4 separate regions of the Mus musculus genome follow, and regions 2, 3 and 4 are each linked to region 1. Evidence: chromatin contacts called from public HiChIP or PLAC-seq and promoter capture Hi-C data. All regions are on one chromosome and are shown on one strand. The core of a region is the stretch at or near the end of the contact, and the rest is flanking DNA. Distances in the headings are between cores, read along the strand shown. Region 1 overlaps Bcl2l13 (BCL2-like 13 (apoptosis facilitator)). Region 2 overlaps Mical3 (microtubule associated monooxygenase, calponin and LIM domain containing 3). Region 3 overlaps Tuba8 (tubulin, alpha 8). Region 4 overlaps Il17ra (interleukin 17 receptor A).

What was found. Promoter capture Hi-C pulls out the DNA fragments that hold promoters and counts their contacts. HiChIP or PLAC-seq counts read pairs in DNA pulled down with a chosen protein or histone mark.
Region 2: a contact with region 1 is called in a FOXA1 HiChIP or PLAC-seq map of pancreatic cancer cells. The contact joins two enhancer-like sites. A contact is called at or near these places in 2 of 115 datasets of contacts at active chromatin or transcription factors (embryonic stem cells and pancreatic cancer cells) and 2 of 9 other capture datasets (macrophages and pancreatic islet).
Region 3: a promoter capture Hi-C map of the HPC-7 cell line shows a contact between it and region 1. The contact joins two enhancer-like sites. A contact is called at or near these places in 3 of 39 promoter capture datasets (the C10 cell line, the HPC-7 cell line and cranial neural crest) and 1 of 115 datasets of contacts at active chromatin or transcription factors (pancreatic cancer cells).
Region 4: an HNF4G HiChIP or PLAC-seq map of pancreatic cancer cells shows a contact between it and region 1. The contact joins two enhancer-like sites. A contact is called at or near these places in 3 of 39 promoter capture datasets (liver and pre-B cells) and 2 of 115 datasets of contacts at active chromatin or transcription factors (large pre-B cells and pancreatic cancer cells).

Annotation. Positions count from the first base shown.
Region 1 is chr6:120,864,945-120,867,644 of GRCm38.p6, reverse strand. It overlaps Bcl2l13 (BCL2-like 13 (apoptosis facilitator)), which reads right to left. Exons shown (of 7, transcript NM_153516.2): 4 at 1,921-2,077. Among named protein-coding and RNA genes, the nearest start is that of Bcl2l13, 30 kb to the right of the region's middle. Within about 2 kb of position 1,389, at least 67 of the 459 cell types and tissues checked have an H3K27ac peak or open chromatin away from gene starts, as enhancers often do. A contact at or near this core is called in the HPC-7 cell line and pancreatic cancer cells, where this site is marked.
Region 2 is chr6:121,121,458-121,124,157 of GRCm38.p6, reverse strand. The region is part of intron 1 of Mical3 (microtubule associated monooxygenase, calponin and LIM domain containing 3); the gene reads left to right. Among named protein-coding and RNA genes, the nearest start is that of Mical3, 8.2 kb to the left of the region's middle. Within about 2 kb of position 1,332, at least 37 of the 459 cell types and tissues checked have an H3K27ac peak or open chromatin away from gene starts, as enhancers often do. A contact at or near this core is called in pancreatic cancer cells, where this site is marked.
Region 3 is chr6:121,224,866-121,227,565 of GRCm38.p6, reverse strand. It overlaps Tuba8 (tubulin, alpha 8), which reads right to left. Exons shown (of 5, transcript NM_017379.2): 5 at 1,468-1,780. The coding sequence ends at 1,487. Among named protein-coding and RNA genes, the nearest start is that of Tuba8, 15 kb to the right of the region's middle. Within about 2 kb of position 1,290, at least 93 of the 459 cell types and tissues checked have an H3K27ac peak or open chromatin away from gene starts, as enhancers often do. A contact at or near this core is called in the HPC-7 cell line, where this site is marked.
Region 4 is chr6:120,469,404-120,472,103 of GRCm38.p6, reverse strand. Il17ra (interleukin 17 receptor A) reads right to left here. Exons shown (of 13, transcript NM_008359.2): 2 at 1-12. Among named protein-coding and RNA genes, the nearest start is that of Il17ra, 7.6 kb to the right of the region's middle. Within about 2 kb of position 1,268, at least 154 of the 459 cell types and tissues checked have an H3K27ac peak or open chromatin away from gene starts, as enhancers often do. A contact at or near this core is called in pancreatic cancer cells, where this site is marked.

The sequences.
Region 1 (2,700 bases), core at 140-2,639:
ATGTACATGGGACATATAGCAGGTTAAAACATTCATATTTCAATATATAGAGAAGCAAGTGGCTGACTAACCAGGCTTCCCCTTATGAGCTCTTAGAAAATAGCAGAGAAGAAAGGGGTAACTTTAGAAATCAAAGGTATTTCATATAAAGAATTCAAGATTATTTCCCCACTTTAGCAAAAACATTTGAAGGAGGCATTTCCACTTTAAGAAACTGCCTTCAACCTGTACAATAATTGCACTGTTTCCAAGGCATTAGTATCAGAGTTTAAATTTTTCAAAAGTAGACTTCTGAACAAATTTTACTTGCTATGCAACAAACTTTGAAAATAATTAATCACTATTCAGGGTTTGGGAGAGGTAAATATTCATCTAAATCAGCTTTGTGTAAAAGTAAAACACACTCAGGGCACAGTGGCACAGACCTTTAACCCTATCACTTGGAAGGCAGAGGTGAGGTGAATCTCTGTGAGTTCCAGGCCACTAAGACTCCATAGTGAGAGACCCTGTCTGAAATCATACCATTCTGTTCACTGGAGAGTTGGTAATATCGCAGCCAAATTACAATTAACAAATGAAGAAACTGACATATGAAGAATGAGATGATTTGCACAGACGGGGCTGGAGAGAGAACTCAGCAGCTAAGATTAAGAGAACTTCCTGCTCCCGTTTGGTCCCCAAGTACCCACACTGGGGTCTGTAACTCAGTCCAGGGAACTCAGTGCCTTCTTCCGACCTTCTAGACATCAGCATACAGATAAATAAAAACTCATCTTAAAGGCCAGGCATGGTGGTGGCACATGCCTTTAGTCGATATTTAGGAGGAAAAGGTACACGAATCTCTGTAAATTTGGTGAGACCCTGACTCAAAAAAGACAAGACAAAAAAAAAAAATAGAACTTGTAAACTTGTAATCTCAATATATACAATATATGAACTAAGAGAATCTTAGTGAGCCCTGCTGAATCCGGCCTTCTCCTCTTCAGGGCACAGGGGCTCAGGAACAGCAGCTCTGCTGAACACTTCAGGAAACCACACTATGACCCCAAAGTTCCTGCGTACGTCTTATTTCCTGGCCACTCAGACTGTCCTTTCTACAGTTTTAAAAGCTTGTGTCTGAGATAGAAAATCCAACTATGGCTTCATTTCACTGAGTATAATTATAAATTTTATATTTGCTCATTGCTCATTTTACCAGAATATGCAGAAGTAAACCCCAATTGCTACCTGAAAAAACACGGCCAACTCTGGCTACATGAGAGAGTAAGGACTGTCCTTACTACAACAGTGACTTGACGTCTGAATTTCAGCCTTTTTGGTGAGGAATAAATTTCTCCCTAAGTGACTCATCTTTATCAACTCATACTAATCCGATGAGTCATTACTAATTCCTCAAAGATTCTCATTGAAAAATCAGGGAAGTTGGCTTTTGAGACGTACCATGGGTGAAGAGGTTCTATGTTAGCTTGCTTGCACTTTCACTTGCCCAAAGGATAACAGTATCTGTGATACAGCTACAATTCTGAATACAGAAATCTAAAATACCAGCATGAGCTAGTTACACATTCCAGTACACAAACGCTTAGACATCATATCTAGATACAGATGAGCACCACATGGGACAGAAGCAAAGAGCGACTGGGACCGGGCAATGGCTTGTGTTTATAGCACAGTACATGCATCTGTTGAAACCTGGCAGCTCACCAGGTCAATAAAAACCATCAGGTCTTTTTGGGATATTTAAATCCCTGCTTCCAGGCAAATCCGGCATCCAAAACAAAGCAGATGCTTTAAGCTCAGAGGAAGGAAAAGTGAAGAACTGCCTAAGCAAAGCCTCAGCCATCAGCCAACCCAGGACCGCTGGACTCCCAGAGCCGCCTTAGAAGCAGCACACTCCACTCGGCAGCAACTGCAACTCACTGGCTGAGGATCGTCTGCAATGCTTTCTGCAAAGGCTCCTTCAGGTCTTGTGACACTCTTTCTCCAAGATGGGCCAAGCAGTCTTCTATGGAGCTCTCGGGGTTAGCAGGGCTAAACACAGGCGAGGTGTGACAGTCAAAGCCTGTGCTGGTGAAGGCTGAAGACAAGAGAGAAGACAGACCTAACTCAGTAAGAGGTACCAGGGCTGGAGACTGCCAGTGGTTAAGAGCAGTGCTGCTCTTCCAGAGGATCAGGGTTGGATTCCCAGTCCCCAGTCCCAGGGGATCCAAGCCCTCTTCTGGGCCTCCATGGACACTAGGTACACACAGACATGCATGCAGACAAAACACCCATATGCACGTTCTACAAAAAGTACTAAAGGTTCCAGGTGTAATGGTGAGCACCTACAATCTGGATGATCTCAAGCAGGAAGCCTGCCTGGGCTACACTGTGAGCTCAAAGCCAGCTGGGCTATACAGCAAGAACCTGTGTCGATAAAATAAAATAAAATAAAATAAAATAAAATAAAATAAAAGATAAAAACGTCAGCCAAGCATGGTGGTACACACTTTTAAATCCTAGCACTTAGAAAGAAAAGGCATCTCTGTGAATTCCAGGACAGCCTTGTCTACAAATTGAGTTCCAAGACAGTCAGAGAAACCCTGTCTCAAACAAACAAAAAGCTGGGCAAGGTAGCATTCTAGGGAAGTGGAGGCAGGATGACCAACCTTGGCTAAATGGTGAATCTGAAGTCAACCAGGGGTCCAATGAGATGATTTC
Region 2 (2,700 bases), core at 83-2,582, 260 kb before region 1:
ATATATATGTGTGTGTACATATGTATGTGTGTATATATGTGTCTATGTGTGTCTATGTATGTGTATTTTTGCATGTGTGTTTGTGTGAATATGTGTATGTGTATATATGTGTTTATGTGTGTGTATGTATGTATTGTGTTTGTGTGTATATGTGTGTATGCATGTGTATATGTATGTGTGAGTGTATGTATGTATCTATGTGTGTGTATATGTATGTGTGTATATTGTGTGTGTTGTGATAGAGATGGGCAGAAAGAGAGAGAGAGAGAGATTTTTGAGATTCTATCTGGATCTACTTAGAGGCAGTAGATCTACATAGATCTTTGGACTAGACCCGGCCTCAGTTACTGTGTTTACTCACTAGGTGGCTGTAATTTGCACTTTTAGGGCAGCCAATCTAACCAGTGCATACCCCAGGCCGGACACTTATATATGCAGCATTTCCGGCAGCCCTAGAGAACACAGAAAGGTGGCATTGCTGTAGCTGTTTCTCTCACTTAGAGTCAATGCAGTTCTGACAGTGACATGACTTGGATTTTCATGTGGCAGCCTACAGGAAGGCAAGCATTTGAACTCATCTTGGCTGTGCGTCATATCACTCCCCTCATGCCTTTATACCAAAATGTGAGTTCAAATTCTGGCCATGATCTCCTTAGTTGTGTGACCTTGGGAAAATACCCTAGTGTCTCTACAGAGTTCCACGGCTCAATGATTTTTAGTACTTTGTAGACAAATAGGTGGCAATGACATGGGTGAGGTGAAGGAGAGGCAGGAGGGTGGCAGTTGTTGGGGGTGCATTGCAAACAACAGAAATAGGCTCTTGGGCTAACTTTTGGAAGGGGAAGGAAAGTGAGAGAGAGAGAGAGAGAGAGAGAGAGAGAGAGGCTATGAATTAGCTTCATGAAAAGGTAGTTCCCAGGTGTCAGGAAGGACTGGAACCAGGCAGCCAGCCAAGGGGATCTAAACAGAAAGGTAACTAGCTTGTCCCTGCAGGGTGTTCTTGGCTGGAAAAACTCTTGCTCATCTTTCTGTGGCTTTGTGCTTCCCACTCAAATTCCAGGAAGAAAGGTCAGAGCTCCTGGGTGGAGCCGGGCTCCCTGCCACCAGCTGGTAGATGGGATGACAGGACCTTGGGTGAAATGCTCACCTTGCAGCCTTCATATCCCATTCCCATGTGTGGGGATGCTGGGTGGGCAAAAGCCACAGACGTCCAGCAGGAAGCCAGCCAATGCCAGCAAGTGTCCCGGCCCAGGAGCCCCGGGTGCATGGCCTTGTGAAATCCTAGGTCCATGTGTCATGTGTCAGCACACATGGACGATGATGTTTGCACAGCATTCTGGGTGAACTGGCAGGGTGATCCAAGAGGAGGAGCCTGGCAGGGAAGTTCTGGCCACCTCTTGCCCTACTGCCCCAGGAGGCCTGGGGGGTGAAGCAATGCTGTATGGAACCCGTTGGTAACCAACCTCGTGGACGCTTGAGCTTCTGTAGTAAACCTTCAGCCCTTTTCAATCCTGCTTTTCTTCTCCCAAGTGTTGGAGGGGGGGCAGATTGTTTTGTTGTTGTGATTTTGGCTTTGTGTTTGTTTGTTTGTTTGTTTGTTTGTTTGTTCTGAGACAGGGTTTCTCTGTATAGCCCTGGCTGTCCTGGAACTCACTTTGTATGCCAGAGCTGGCCTTGAACTCACAGAGATCCACCTGCCTCTGCCTCTTGAGTGCTGGAATTAAAGATGCCTGGCCTACAGTGGTTTTTTTGTTTTTTTGTTTGTTTGTTTGTTTGTGTGTTTTTTGGTTTTTTTTTTTTTTGAGTTGTTGTTTTAAATTGTTTTTAAATTGTAGAGCCAAGTGTTGGTGTTGCACTGCCTAATTCCAGCACCAGGAAGGCAGAGGCAGGAGAATCTTTGTGAGTATGAGTTCAGCCTGGTCTACAAGTTCCAGGACAGCCAACACTACGCAGAGAAACCTTGTCTTGAAAAACAAATTTGTTGTTATTGTTTTATGCTGCATGTTTTCTCAATTCTAGGGAGCGAACCTGTGGTGCTTTCTTATTTATTTATTTATTTATTTATTGTGTCTGTTTATGCTTCTGAGCCATGATACACAATAAGAAGTCAGAGGACAACTTGTAAGAATTTGTTCTTGGGTCTGGAGAGATGGCTCTGCAGTTAAGAGCACTGACTGCTCTTCTGAAGGCTCTGAGTTCAAATCCCAGCAACCACATGGTGGCTTACAACCATCTGTAATGGGATCCGATGCCCTCTTCTGTTGTGTCTTAAGACAGCTAGCTACAGTGTACACATATGCATAAGATAAATACGTTGTGTTTTGTTTTGTTTTTTTTTTTAAAGAATTAGTTCTCTCCCTCCACCGTATGGCTCAGAGATTGAACACAGGTCCCAAGCTTGGTAACAAGTGCGTTGGTCCTTTCATTGGACCTGACCTCACCTTTTAAAAGGGGCCTTCCTTGGGCCAGGCACAGAGTCAGCAGGGGTGAGCGGTCTTGCCTGAGCTGACAGAATTGATCACCTGCAGACTCTGCCCTTGGGCTTTCAGAGTCAGGGTTCCCTTTTCAGAAAATTTAGGCAAATTCTATGGATTCTATGGTGCCTGGCCCCAGACACCAGGTGGGCTGATATACTCCTGACTTCATTTTCCTAAGGAGGTTGGTACAAGGGTGAAGGTCTGTAGTCTGGCTGCTTCGTGC
Region 3 (2,700 bases), core at 41-2,540, 360 kb before region 1:
TTGCTGTCACTAGCAGTCACCTCTCCATCCTTGTGTCCATACAGAATGACCCAAAACTCCATCTTGAGATTGTTGAGGACATGGAAGAAGGTGTAGATAAAAGATTAGGTATCGTGGAAGCCTTCCTCAAGCCTTCAAGTGCTTATGCTGCACTTAAGAGATATCTAAGCATCCACGGTGTTTTTCCTCTGAGGCTAGATAAACTCCAGCGCCTACCTGACTTCCCACCCTCCTAGCAAATGCCTCTCCTGCAGTCGGAACATACACACGTGTCCCCTTCTGTTTTCATATTGCTGTTCCCCATGCGCAGTATCCTTGGATTCATGTGTCCTGGACTCCATCCTTCCACAGTGACACTCGAGATACTGTCATTACTTTCTGACATCTCTAAACACCATCTAAAGTGACCTTACTATTTTTTTTAAATGTATTTAGGAAGCAGAAAATTGTCATGTTTCTAACTCTCTGACCCTTGGAACAGATGCTAACAGTGCCTGGGTCAGAGAGTAGACTTCAGACACCATCCATTTCACTTTCTCTTTCTATGGTTTCCTTTTCCCATAGAAGAGTGAGTTATGACATCCACCGATGAGGAAACAGGAGGAAGCAGACACATCTGCTGCTCTGTCCCTCTGAGTACAGTGGTAGAAAATGAACCCAGTCACAGGTGCTAAGCACTTGCTCACCACAGAACTGTACACCCCAGGTCTTCGCATAACTTTTATTACAGAATTTTGTCTTAGTTCTTACAGTCTGTTGATGGTGATTGCTAATGTCTCACTGTGCTGGTGTCTAAATTATACTTCATAATGTGTGTAAGTATAGAAAAACACAGACAGACAGACAGACAGACATAGGTACAGGGACAGGACTCTTGGTGGTCGTCATCTAGTGAGGGTCTTGGAACACACCCGAGAGGGAAAGGGATAGAGATACTCAAACTCTTGATGAACGAATGTGATCGATCCAGACGAGGTCAGGGCTGTGCTGTGGATCCATCACACAAGCGTCTGTCCATCCCATCTCTCTGCAGCATCTTCCCAGACTGGGTTTTTGCTGGTGTGGTCCTATTCTTCCAACAGCAGGCTCTGTCTTAGGGCAACTCAGTCTAAACTAGAATTAAGTTTCTTAACCCCATGTTCGTGACCTGTTCACTTTCATCCTTCAGTAATGAAATATTCTATTCCAGAGGGAGTTCCCTGTATGTTCAGTGTCCTTGTGTCTGGTCACAATGCCTGGGTGCTGGAGTCAGGGGCCCGTCTATGTAGGACAGGAAGTAGGCTGGGACTGAGAGGCCTGCCTGTCACTTTCTCTTTCTGTGGTTTCCTTTTCCCCACAGAAGAGTGAGCCCAGCATCCTAAGAGGAGAAAACAGGAGAGACCATGTGCATCTGCAGCTGGGTGTCTGAACGCAGCACTAGGAACCCAGCATGCTGTGAGTGGAACCAACACAAAGAAAGAGGCATAGTCATGGGGCAAGTGTATATTTAAAATTCCTCCCCCTCATTCTCTTCTTCAAACGAATCAGTCCCCACTTCTTCATAATCCTTCTCCAGAGCAGCCAGGTCCTCCCTGGCCTCAGAAAACTCTCCTTCTTCCATACCCTCTCCAACATACCAATGTACAAAGGCCCGCTTGGCGTACATGAGGTCAAACTTATGGTCAAGGCGGGCCCAGGCCTCTGCGATTGCTGTGGTGTTGCTCAGCATGCACACGGCTCGCTGGACTTTGGCCAGGTCCCCTCCTGGCACGACAGTAGGTGGCTGGTAGTTGATGCCCACCTGGGGAACAGAGAAAGAAGACAGGCCACAGGATGACACACGAGTCCGCCAAAGACAACGTCAGGACATCTGTTGGTAAGAAGCTATGGTGGCAAGACCAGGGCATGGGCATGGAGTGGGGGCTGCAGGACGAAGCAGGTGAATGAACAAGGGTGGGCAGATGTAAGGGATGTATGCTCGGGCAGGGGGAGAGGGGAATAAAGGTGAAAAGGAAGGGCCATGGCGGTGTGAGCCTGTCATGTCAGTGCCATGGATCTGAGACGGGAGCATCATGAGGGCTTAGAAACTAAAGGCTGAAGAGAAATAAAGGATAGGCTAGGAGAAAGAGGAAATGATAGTGGAAATTATCAAGTTGGCAGACATAGCAAATGAAGCTGTGCCATGAAAAGGGGCTTCTTGTGTGTTTCTCTCAGGGGCAGGGAGCAGGAAATACCTTCCCTGTGAGAGGCAGATCAGTTTCTAGAACTTGCATTATTATCACCAAGCTCATGGCTTTCTAGATGCTTATCTGATGCCCCTCTTGGTCTTTTTTGCAATAATTTTAGGGAAGTCTCTCTGCCGGGGTGAAGGGCTGCGTGAGAGGTCACAGGGAGAATCCAGAGCAGTAAATTACAGAGGTCCTTGGGGATGGTGTTATTGCTTGTCAGGCTCGGTCTCTTGTAAACAATGTTCTTAGAAAAAAAGCAGAAATACCGGCCACAGAAGTCAAAGGTCACACAGTCACACGCAAGCAAGTCAACCTCCCGAGATCTGCTAGCACACTGGGGGATGGGGAGGGAGATCTGCTAGCACACTGGGGGATGGGGAGGGAGATCTGCTAGCACACTGGGGGATGGGGAGGGAGATCTGCTAGCACACTGGGGGATGGGGAGGGAGATCTGCTAGCACACTGGGGGATGGGGAGGGAGATCTGCTAGCAC
Region 4 (2,700 bases), core at 19-2,518, 400 kb after region 1:
GCAGCTCAGCCCCTGTGGGAAGAAAGGAAGTGTTGATTACCGATGAGAAGGGCCAGGCTCCCAGTGGCCCCGCTGCCTGGCAGGCCCCTGAGAGCGGTTCACACAGTCCCTGTCTCCCTCCCAGCTCACTTTTGGGAGCTGCTCTGCTGCCAAGTAGTCAAAAGTCTTCTGCACTTTTGTTCCTCTTTGTCCAGCAGAGGAGGTGAGTGGTGGGCAGACAGCAAACAGAACTGGAGGCGTTTTATCTTTGGGAGAGGGCGCATCTTTGGGGGACAGAATATCCTAGACTTGGCTGACCTTGAATTCACAGAGAACAGCTTGTCTCCACTACCCTGATTGCCGGAACTAAAGGCATGAGCTGCCAAGCAAAGCTAGACTTGGAGGCTTTCTGAATAACTGTTATGGGCTGGGAATTGAAACAATAAAAAGAAATAATAATAAAAACAAAAACAAACTACAAAACAGAGAGGGTGTCTGGAAAAGAAGGTCTTAAAATTCCAAGGTTTCTAATTTTCCTCAGAGGTGAAGCATCAAATTTATAAACTTGTTAGGAAAAGTTTAAATAACTGTTCTGCCCCCCCACACACACACCATATACCACACACACACCACAACACCACACATATGCGCCACACACACACACACACACACACACACACACACACACACAGAGCCCTGGTTGAATCACCACCTTACTCAAAGCCTCAATTTCTTCAACATAAAATCAGAGTAGTTGGGCTAGAAAGATGGCCCAGTGGTTAAGAGCACTGACTGCTCTTCTGAAGGTCCTGAGCTCAAATCCCAGCAACCACATAGAGGCCCACAACCATCTGTAATGAGATTTGACACCCTCTTCTGGTGTGTCTGAAGACAGTGATATAGATATAAAAATAAATAAATCTTTAGGCCGGAGAGAGCAGAGCCGACCAGAGCAAGTGGGGTCAACCAGAGCGAGCAGAGGTCCTGAATTCAAATTCCCAGCAACCACATGATAGCTCACAACCATCAGTACAGCTAACAGTGTACTCATACATACATAAAATAAATAAATCTTTTTTAAAAAATCAGAATACTCTAACACCAACTTCACACTATTGCTGGAAATTAAACTAACCACAGGAGTAAAGACGCAGGGCAGGAAGTGGATATGGGAGATGATGAAACAGACCTTCACTTCTCACTTCTGCTTCACAAACACTGTAAACACTGGGCTGGTGTTCTCAGACTGGCCATCAGTTTAGGAAATGCCACAGAACTCTGACTTAGTCATGAAACCCTGACTCATTATGCATAGTTCACTGGCAACACTGCCAATCTCTGTCACAAGTGATAGGGGACATCCTCTAGAGCTGGAATCTGGGACTCTAAGGAGTGACTGTCACTGCTGGCAAGATAGCAAGGAAGCTCTGGAATTCAAGTTCTGTGACTTCCAGGCCTGAACTACCCAGATTGGCCCACACCATCCCATGAAGCTGATGTGCAGCAGAGGCAAGGCCTGGATGACGGGTGCACAGTACCGCACTGTGTCTAGGATGGACACTGATTGACAGCTGTCTCTCCAGAGGGAGCAGAGTGCAGGACTCGGCGATGTGATGCCTCAGGGTTCATTCATAAAATAGGCCACAGGATGATATCATGCCAGGATCCATTCTGAGCCTACTATTTCATCTGTGTCCTTCCTACCTGTTTGGGGCACCAGTTCACATGCTCTTGGGGTCCAGACTTCACGTACGTCTCCCAGTTCTTTGTGACTAACTGTCCTTCACTGCCCTGGGCTAACATCACAGCCTGCCAAATGGTCCTTGCAGGTGTAAAACAAGACCTATCTCGATGTCTCTGCTCGTTCCCACAGACACACAGCATACCATGTTCTGAGATTAAGTCCTACAAGCCTGCTCCTCTCTTCCCATCCAGCACTCCTGTGAACTGGGACACAGGACAGAAACTGCTCCTGGGACTGGGACTCTTACAGAAACAACAGCAGCTATACTGCATTTGGGGGACTCCCTCTTTCTTACCCATCAGAAGCTACTTAAAATCCAGGGCAAGATGCTACCTATCCTGACAAGAGGAGGAAGTGGGAGGGGTTTGGAAACACTTGGCTGACTAGCTTGCTACAACTGACAGAAATAGCTTGATACTTCAAGCCCTACAGTTTCAGTCTTGCTTGTTAATAGTTGGATGTGTGATCATCTGTGAAGGGGAGAGGGGAGTAACTACCAGAAAAATGTTTATCAAAGTGCATCTCTTGCCTCACTAGAGACAACAGCTGCCTTGCTGTAACAACAGGAAGCTGAAAATCAAACCATGATACAAATGTAATGGGAAAGCAGAGATCTGGAGCAAGTGATGTTTCCTCTATTACCCGGGGTGAGTAAAAAGGCACACTGCGAAAACATAGGTGTCAAAAGAAACAAACAAGTCCATTATAAGTGCCTGCCTTTGGGGAGCAGGCTTGAGTGTGACTTAGGGAGCTGTTTTAAATATCCCAGTACAATTTTAAAAAAGGAATCCCTACATTACTTAATAAAAACGAATTTAAAGAGCTGGAGAGATGGCTCAGCAGTTAAGAGCACTGTCTGCTCTACCAGAGGTCCTGAGTTCAACTCCCAGCTACCACATGTTGGCTCACAACCATCTATATTGGGATGTGATGCCCTCTTCTGGTTTGCAGGCGTACAAGCAGGTAGAGCACTCATA